Linked DNA regions of Mus musculus: regions 2 and 3 are each linked to region 1. The links are chromatin contacts, called in public Hi-C maps. All regions are on one chromosome and are shown on one strand. The core of a region is the stretch at or near the end of the contact, and the rest is flanking DNA. Distances in the headings are between cores, read along the strand shown. Region 1 has its middle 18 kb from the start of 2700046G09Rik. Region 2 overlaps Sgms1 (sphingomyelin synthase 1). Region 3 overlaps Sgms1 (sphingomyelin synthase 1).

Region 1 (2,930 bases), core at 231-2,730:
AGGCTGGCTACCCACCTGGCAAGCCCTTGTGGCACGAGAGTGTCTGTGTACCACTTGTGTTGTGTGCTGGAGGGCAAGTCTGTGGGTGACATGGGGGTTCATGAGTCCCTCTGTGTGTGTGTGTGTGTGTGTGTGTGTGTGTGTGTGTGTGTGTGCATGTGTGTGTGTCTTCTTCCCATGTTTCACTGTGTGATGGTAGGCAGGGTTCTGTGTGTCTATGGTCTGCCTGTACTGTGGGTCTTTGGAAGACAGGTCTGTAGGCATCTTTCCCAGTCTGCATAGCATGACATGGCAGAACACAGTTTTGTCTTCCTCTTCTAGCTCTGTACTGCCTGAATTTGATTTGATTTGATTTTCATGTGTCCCAGGCACGAAACAGCCTTGGCCACCAAGCCAGGCATCAAGCTAGGATGAACAAAAGATTGCCATCAGCTCTGCCCCTGACTGACATAAAAACATTACAATCACCAAAGTGTCTCGTTGCCCCATTGCCAGGGGGATAGTAAAGGGTTTTAAAGTGTACAATTTGTCTCAATACATAAGTCATTTTATTTAAAAAAAAAATCCCAGGGCTGAGGAATGAAGTTTCACAAGTTATTTATTTTGTCTCCTAGCAGGGTTTCTGGTGGGAAATAATGAATAGAATTGTGTGATGGGCTGTTAAATTTGAAATTATATCACCATTATACAAAGGAAATAAAATAAATGGCCCATATTCCCTCCCTACCCCACACATAATGTAGCAAATATATAAAGTGAATGCAACCCTTCTTGGAGTGGTTTTGATGGTTGAGTTTATAATATAACATCTTGAAATAGGAGCAATCTCTCTCTCTCTCTCTCTCTCTCTCTCTCTCTCTCTCTCTCTCTCTCTCTCTCTCTGTGTGTGTGTGTGTGTGTGTGCATCTAACCAGCCACAGTACCTAGATGAAAAAGACATCCCTGGAAGCTACACCTTTGAAGGTTATACCTAGTCCCTGGTCTCTTCTTCTCTTTCTTTGCTTCTTGGCTGCCATAATCGATGCTAACCTATTCCACACAGCTCTCCCTACCATCATGGACTGAGGCTTTTATCTCTGTCTCTGTCCCCTAACCCCCCAACTTTGAAAGCAAGCAGCAGATCTGTGGCTGGAAGACTCAAAGAACAACAGCTTGTGCAAACCCCAAAGGGGCTGTGGTTATTGAAAAGAGAAGTAAGAAATAAAACAGAGATGGGCTTTTCATTTTCCTTGATTATCTTTCCAAAGGAGGAAACAACAGTCCCTTTCTACTTGCGGACAATGAAAAACGTGCTTGACCCGGAGAAAGCTTCCCCAGTATCTCGAAGGAGGCAGGAGCCAGGGATACTTGGTCCTCGTGTCTCTTGTGTATCATAGACACTTTCCCTTGTGCTGCTGTCAAACTGTCTGGGGCATTTGTTCAAACGTTATATTCACCATATACACACTTGTGGGTCGAATATGAAAGTACCTCTAGGTGCACATGCTGACTGCCTGGTCCCCAGATGCTGCTGCTATTTGGGAGGAAGTGGTGCTGTTAGGGGGCGGGGCTAGCTGGGAGGGGGGAGTACATCACCAAGGGAGGAGGAGGAGAAGGAGGAGAAGGGGGGGCTTATGCCTTTTTTTTCAATTTTTATTAGATATTTTCTTCATTTACATTTCAAATGCTATCCCAAAAGTCCCCGATACCCTACCCCCGTCCTGCTCTCCTACCCACCCACTCACACTTCTTGGCGCTGGCGTTCCCCTGTACTGCGGGCTTATGCCTTTGAAGGTTATAAATGCTCCCTAGCCGGGCATGGTGGCAGTTGCCTTTAATCCCAGCACTTGGGAGACAGAGGCAGGCAAATTTCTGAGTTCGAGGTCAGCCTGATCTACAGAGTGAGTTCCAGGACAGCCAGGGCTACACAGAGAAACCCTGTCTCGAAAAACCAAAATAAGTAAACAAACAAATAAATGCTCCCTACTCCCTACTCTCTTCCTTTCTCTCTGCTTCCTGGCCGCCATGATGGAAGCTGATCCACTCTACCCAGGTGTCTTCATCACTGTGAACCTCTCCAGCCACAAGCTAAAATAAATTATTGTTTCTTTAGCTACTTTGTCACAGCAATGAAGGCTTGCTAACACGACATTACCTGTTTCTTCATCTGTGAAATGGGGCTAAATTATAGTCTCTGCCTCATAGAACTATGAACATCGTAAAAGAATAACTGTGCAAAGTAAACGCAAGCGTGTATTAGTGCCTTTCACATAGAGTTAACTGTTCCCAGATTAATGTGTGCTGGGATGTTCACATTAGCCTAAATCTGTGGGAACCTCTTATGAATATTCTTGACAACTCACAAAGACCACGGAAAACTGCCTTTTAGAGACTAGGCACTTTCCAGTTCACTTATGGTGTTTAGCATGACAGACACGTTGTGGACACTCTCCAAAATGTCGTCCTCTCCTCGACTCAGTTGATGGTGTCTTCTTTAAAAATGAAACATGGGAAAGGGGGAACCACAGGACACATAGTAACTTAAGTTGCTCCCAAGTTGGTTTGTTGTGTGTATCTGTTGCCAAGGAAACAGGTTTTGCCTTTCAAATCAGAGTGTGGGAAAGTCAGAGTGCTGCCACTGATTTAGGCCTCAATGTGGGAAGCAAGGTAGCCTTTTTACTCCCTGTGGTACATGATTTACAGCCTGCAGTCACTGGGTGTCAATGTCTTCATGTCTAAAAATGGAGGAAGGTAGATTCAGCCTTCATAGTCTCTGGGAAAATGCTACTTCCTATGCTAAGAACAAATACTATCTCATTCTGGTGATGTCAGGTACCTGGAATAGACAGATTTGTAGATACCAACAAAAGTAGACTAGGGGATGGATGCCAAGGGCTTGGAATGAATATAGCAGTTCTGTTTGAAATAGATTTTAGTCCTGTCCATAAATA
Region 2 (2,930 bases), core at 159-2,658, 230 kb after region 1:
AAGTCGTTCCCAACATACTTTGAAAAGCTGTTGTTTGCTATCGTAAGGTGCTAAAATCTGCCTTCCTCTACACACTCTAATACCCTCCCTCCTCTCTCCCTTCCGCCTTCTTTCTCCAGTCCCCCCTTTCTTTCTTTTTCTGTTACTGAAGTTTAAGCTGAGGAGGGCCTTGCAAATGCTAGGCAAGTGCTCAGCCACTGACCCACATCTCTAGCCCTTAAAATCTGATTAAATAACACTGCCAAAGAGGATTTAGATAGCATTGAAAAGAGTGGGGGGGGGGGTTCATTTTCTATAAAAGATAAGTATTCATACGGTTAGATAAACTGCAGTGTTCAGTTTTTAATTCATTGCTGTTCAGATAATGTATAATTTTTTTGTGTAATGTCAGTTTTTGTGTCCCCTTTTAATAAAGAATGAAAACTCAGGGTCCCTCTGTGAGCCCTTTCCTTTCAGAAAAGCAGTGGGACGCTTAATTCCTTCTGTAAAGTTAAGAAATTAAGGGTGTTTTTTCTCTGGAGAAGGAGCTTAGCTTTGTTGGTAGAACATTTGCCCAGCATATACAAAGCCATGGTTCAATCTGCAGTAGTCAAAAAAAGAAAAACAAACCAAAAATCAAAAATTGAGTGTGGTGCCAAAGGCTGTAATCCCCTCAGACCAGAAGTAGAGGCAGTGGCTACGAAGTTCAAAGCCATCCCAGGCAACATAGGACCTGGGCTACTTGAGACCTCTCTCACTTAAAAAGAAGAGGGGGAGAGGGAGTGGTGAGGAGAAGGAAAAGAAATAGGAAATACATTTTTTGTTTTTTTGGGGGGGGGTTGGTTTTTTGTTTTTTGTTTTTTTGGTTTTTTTTTGTTTGTTTGTTTTTCAAGACAGGGTTTCTCTGTGTAGCCCTGGCTGTCCTGGAACTCACTCTGTAGACCAAGCTGGCCTCGAACTCAGAAATCCGCCTGCCTCTGCCTCCCGAGTGCTGGGATCAAAGGCGTGCACCACCAAGCCCGGCAAGGAAATACATTTTTAAGCCCAGAACATAGTCCAGTGGGTAAAGGCGCTTGCCCACCAAGCCGGATGGACCTACATTCAATTCCCCAGAAACCACAGGGTGGAAGAAGAAAACCTCTAAGTTGTATTTTGATCTCCACATAGACCTATGACGTGCATATGCCTACACAAAACCACACAAAATAATAAAGAAATACAATGCATTTTTAAAGGTGTAAGCAAGCCTTAAACAGAAGCCCTGAGTGCTCAGCGTTTTACCTTTCCTACTGTGGGGTCTGGATAAGAATGGCCCCTTAGGCTCAAATTCGAATGCTTAGTCATCAGGGAGTGGTACTATTTGAAAGTGTTAGAAGGTGTGGCCTTGTTGGAGGAAGTGTGTCTCTGGGGTGGGCTCTGAGGTTTCCTTAGTCCAAGCCACACCCAGTGTTTCCTCCAGATTAGGATGTAGGTCTCTGCTATTGCCCCAGTGCCTTGCATGCAAGCTGCCATGATAATAATGAACCAAATCTCTGAAACTGTAAGCAAGCCACCAATTGAATGCATTCTTTCATAAGAGCTGTCTGGGGCATGGTGTCTCTTCACAGCAACAGAACAGTGACTAAGGCCCCTGTTCAAACAGATTTAAAAGCAAGAAATGGTGTAATTATGGTCTGCACACAGTTCTGAAGCAATAACTGGAAACAGACCAGGGTAGCACCATTATAGAGGTGGGACTCAGCCATCATAAAGCAGAAAGGGCTTATGCGACATGTAGCCATGTAGTATGCATTTTGTTCTAAGAACACGACTTCAAAGATAGGAGTCACAGTCAGGGCTTGAGGGGGCTTGAGGGGCATGGGCTCTGCACAGGTACAACACGGGGGCCAGTCTGGTGAAGAGTAGTGTGCCCGAACCTTCATGATTGAAACGGAAGTGAGGGATGGTTTCCTGGCCTGCTCAGCCGTGGAATGCACAGACCTGGGACTTTGGTAACACTGCCTCATGTTTAGATGGTTCATCTTTGCCAACTCAATAACCAAAGCATTACGTCTTCCACTGTGTAATTGTTTCTAGCTAATGAGATTGAACGTGTGTGTGTGTGTGTGTGTCCCTAGCCCGATACATGGTATGTGTTTTATATATGTATAGAACTAGAAGATTTGTAAGCCCTGTTTATTTAAACTCTTTATCAGATTCTGAAGAACAGTTCATGTTTGTGATCTATATCATGAAAAAAAATCTTATCCTGTGATGTATTGCTTATTTTTTTATTTTGGAGTATTTTGCCTGTAGCTTTAAAGCTATGATTTATATAATTGTACCGTCTGTGTTACTGGTAGAGACTTTAAACACTTGTGGACCCGAGAAAACATTTATACTTACTTTGAACTTCTGTTCTTTCCGTGTAACACACCGTAGTGATGGACATGTAGGTCTTCCTAAGAGGACAGAGCTTATTTTGTCCAATGGAGAACAGCCTACCCATGCTTTCTTGAGATAGTATCTATTTAAAATTATTTTAGCATACTTTTTGTTAACGAGTTTGACAGTTTCTATGTTTATAATTTAATTGTAATTTGGTAATCACCATTGATGGTCTCATTTCATTGTACTGAGATAAAGCTTACTAAAGTTTTATACACGACAAGGATGAATTTCCAATGAACCTCTTAGGGCTAATCTCTCTAGGAAATGATGGTCTCTGTCATTTAGGCTTTTTATACTTCCTTGGGGTCCTAGAAATGGTCTTGTGAGATTGCAGGATAGCTCGGCTATATAACAAGAACTGTATTGCTAATGACATGTACGTTAAAATCATAAAGGGACTGGGAAGAGAGTGTCAGTTGATGGCCCAGGAAACAGAGCTTGTAAGTCTTGCAGTTTTACTACCTGGTTGAACTCCTGTTGGGGAGGAATGAACACTCCGTGTCCTTTAAAACCTGGTGGCT
Region 3 (2,930 bases), core at 315-2,814, 130 kb after region 1:
TGGGATGAGCCTCTGGCCTTTTGCTTTGCTCTTTTTTACCTCCTGGGGACAGGTCTGGAGACCAAAGATGTATGAAGATAATATGCACAGAAACAGCATGGGTCTCAGTATGTGGTTCGTGATTTTAAAAAGCTAATGCAGAAATCTTTCTCTGTTGGTACTTTTTACAAGATGGGCAGGATCTGTGCTGGCCAATGAGGCTGTGCGTATAATGGTCACAGTTGGAGTTAGGCATCTGTCTATTTAGATGGCGTGGCTGTCATGTATTAGCTGTTAACTGTTGCACAACTTACCAACCTTTCTTTAAAGTGACTCTTGTCACAACAGTAGTATTGTATAAGAAGACCATTATTTGCTATTGTTTGCATTTATTATAATGTACATAATTGGTGCTCTTATTAAGGGCTGTAGCCTGAGCATGATTGTCTACTAGTGTTCCCCAGACTTGCCTGAGCTTATACCGTTCCTCAGGTGCTTGTTAAAAGCAAAGATTCTCAGGCACCACCCAGATACCCAGACTTGCTTCATCAGATCCCCATGGGAGAGGCCCGGCAGAGCCCTATTACACACCCTGGTTTCAGATATTTTGCATGAATTTTTGGTGTGCGTCCATATTTGGTACTGTGTGTTCCAGTCTTGACCAGAGGAAACATGGCCTCTGGTCAGACTCTTGGCAAAGACTCTTTTTCTCAACATGTGTAACATATTCTCACACTCCAGGTTCTAGCTACAAAGAAGAATGGTATCATGTGTGCAACTTGGCTAGCCTGGCATTCTTTCTCTCTCTTGGTGAAATATCCTAATAACCTGCTCAGCCTCAACATATGTATCAACATGATGAGCCTGTGCACAGTTCTGAGTGTTCCCTCCAGATGTGGGTGGGATGGGAACAGGAAGTGCCATGGCGTGCTCTCACCGTTATCAGTGGAGAGCAGGCTGCAAGCTCTACTTTTTTCAGTGGAGACCTGGGAGCCAGATGCTGCATCTTAACCCAGGGCACAGAGATTAGTGCACTCTGAGCCAGCTCTTCTGGAAAAACAGCGTTTGGCTGTTTTTCACACAAGCCTGCAAATTTTTCTCTCTAGCCCAGTTACTTCCTTGTTAGTGACAAAGAAAGGTGGGTTTGTCACATTTTACTCACAGGACTGGGGTTTTGGGAGACATTGCAAATGGGGTTCCCAGCTTGGGGTTCTCATCTTAGCAAGGGAGTACTCTGCATTCCTGCGGAGATGGGGCGATTTTTTTGCCTCCACCTTATTCTGTGAGGATTTAAAGTGATTGATCTTGATGCTTCTGTCCCCCTCCCTCCCTAAGGTCGTGGTTTTACATGAATAGAACTTGACTTGAGATTCGGACGTGGGTTAACCTTGCCTTTCTGTTCTCATTCTCCTCATGCCATAAGGCAGCTTGATGAGTGCTGAGAATCTTATTTCAGTGTCAGGTTCATTTTCTGACCTGTGAACAAGTTTATCCAGGTTTGTGGCGATTGATATAACAGAGGAGTTTGTGTATTCTGTGGCGCCCCTTAGAAAAAGCCTGTGAGGCACCCTTGACAGTAGCATCTGAAGACTGAAAGAGAAAGTGGTTTTGCCCTAGCCCCATGGCATTCTTAGTGAAAAACGCTGATCCACACAGTTGTACAGAGAATTTTAAAAATATCATGGCAGGGATGAGCAGTTGACGAGGGACATGGCTACTCATCATAGCTTGGAGAGAATGCAGTCAGCTTGCTCTTGGTTTCTTTTGCCTTGTGGGTAGATGGAAATCACCAGGCACTCCTTGCGTCTATCCCGCTCTCAGCCTTTAAGCGCTTAGCAGTGGAATGAGCCCAGGCCTGTAGCTTCCTTTACTTCTCTTGCTGTTCTGTTTTGCAATGTCTTTTCTCATTTGTGGATCTTTCCATTGCAGGAGAGACTGGAGGTAGCTGCTCATGTCATTGGTTTACTGACTGTAAGCTTATGCAGGTTAAGTGTTTTTGATTTGCCGTATCTACAGACTGTTTATGTCTAGTGAGCAGCCTCGTGGGAGGAGGGCATTCTAAAGACGCGATGAGGGCTTGGCCAATGATATGTTGATGTAATGAGGAAGCAATGCCTACTCCAGACATTTCCAAATTGCCAGTATCATGTGGAGGGGAGGTTCAGTTACCACCCACAAAGGAAGCCTTCTGCTCAAACAGGTGGAAAAACTCCAACCCTTTCTCTCTCCACCCAGTCCATATACATAACAAAACACAACACAAATGGACTGTGAAACAAGACAGCCAATTTTGTTAAATACCTGTATTCAAAACTATAATTGTGTATGTTATTATATATAATTATCTAGCAAGTAATCCTAAGCCCCCCAAAATTTTAATGATACCATGTATCTTGCCACGTTACTGTATTTTTCATTTCTATAAAAACATACATTTTAATTCAGCATTATAGTTTGTGCACATTTATGTATGTATGCGTGTACATGTACATGTGTATGTTCATGTATATACGTTTGTGTACATATGTGCTACTGTGTGCATGTAGAGGTCAAAGGACAACCTTTGGCGGTCAGTTCTCCTTCCATTGTGGGTTCTGGCATTGACGAACTTCAAAGAGGATTTTTTTGTTTGTTTGTTTTGTTTTGCTTTGTTTTAATCTGTTGGCCTTCTCAGAGGCTCTTAACAAATTTTCTAACCTCTTTGAAAGTGAGGCTTCAATCTCACACCTTCTAGAAATGTCTGAGGCACCTAACAAGACAAAGTATCTTATAAGGACTTAGAAACAGTATACTGATGGGACTTAAAGTATCACTCAGTAGTTTGATCTAAGTGCTAGACTGCAGTGCTACACTCGGTTTTTCACATTTAAAAAGATGTTTTGTGCTGGGCGGTGGTGGCGCACACCTTTAATCCCAGCATTTGGGAGGCAGTGGCAGGCAGATTTCTGAGT

The links. Hi-C and Micro-C count contacts between places; a contact is called where the count stands out from the background.
Region 2: a contact with region 1 is called in a Hi-C map of CD8 T cells, with 2.7 times the contacts expected there. A contact is called at or near these places in 3 of 39 promoter capture datasets (the C10 cell line, hippocampal neurons and neural stem cells), 23 of 484 Hi-C or Micro-C datasets (the AML12 cell line, B cells, the C10 cell line and 13 more), 12 of 130 datasets of targeted methods (the 230-238 cell line, embryonic hindbrain, embryonic limb bud and 6 more) and 4 of 9 other capture datasets (adipose tissue, embryonic stem cells, liver and 1 more).
Region 3: a Hi-C map of CD8 T cells shows a contact between it and region 1, with 1.9 times the contacts expected there. A contact is called at or near these places in 3 of 484 Hi-C or Micro-C datasets (CD4 T cells, CD8 T cells and regulatory T cells), 5 of 130 datasets of targeted methods (CD8 T cells, the NIH/3T3 cell line, embryonic stem cells and 2 more) and 3 of 9 other capture datasets (adipose tissue, liver and pancreatic islet).

Annotation. Positions count from the first base shown.
Region 1 is chr19:32,405,506-32,408,435 of GRCm38.p6, reverse strand. No RefSeq gene overlaps it. Among named protein-coding and RNA genes, the nearest start is that of 2700046G09Rik, 18 kb to the right of the region's middle.
Region 2 is chr19:32,171,084-32,174,013 of GRCm38.p6, reverse strand. The region is part of intron 5 of Sgms1 (sphingomyelin synthase 1); the gene reads left to right. Among named protein-coding and RNA genes, the nearest start is that of Asah2, 69 kb to the right of the region's middle.
Region 3 is chr19:32,270,710-32,273,639 of GRCm38.p6, reverse strand. All of the region lies in intron 3 of Sgms1 (sphingomyelin synthase 1), which reads left to right. Among named protein-coding and RNA genes, the nearest start is that of Sgms1, 120 kb to the left of the region's middle.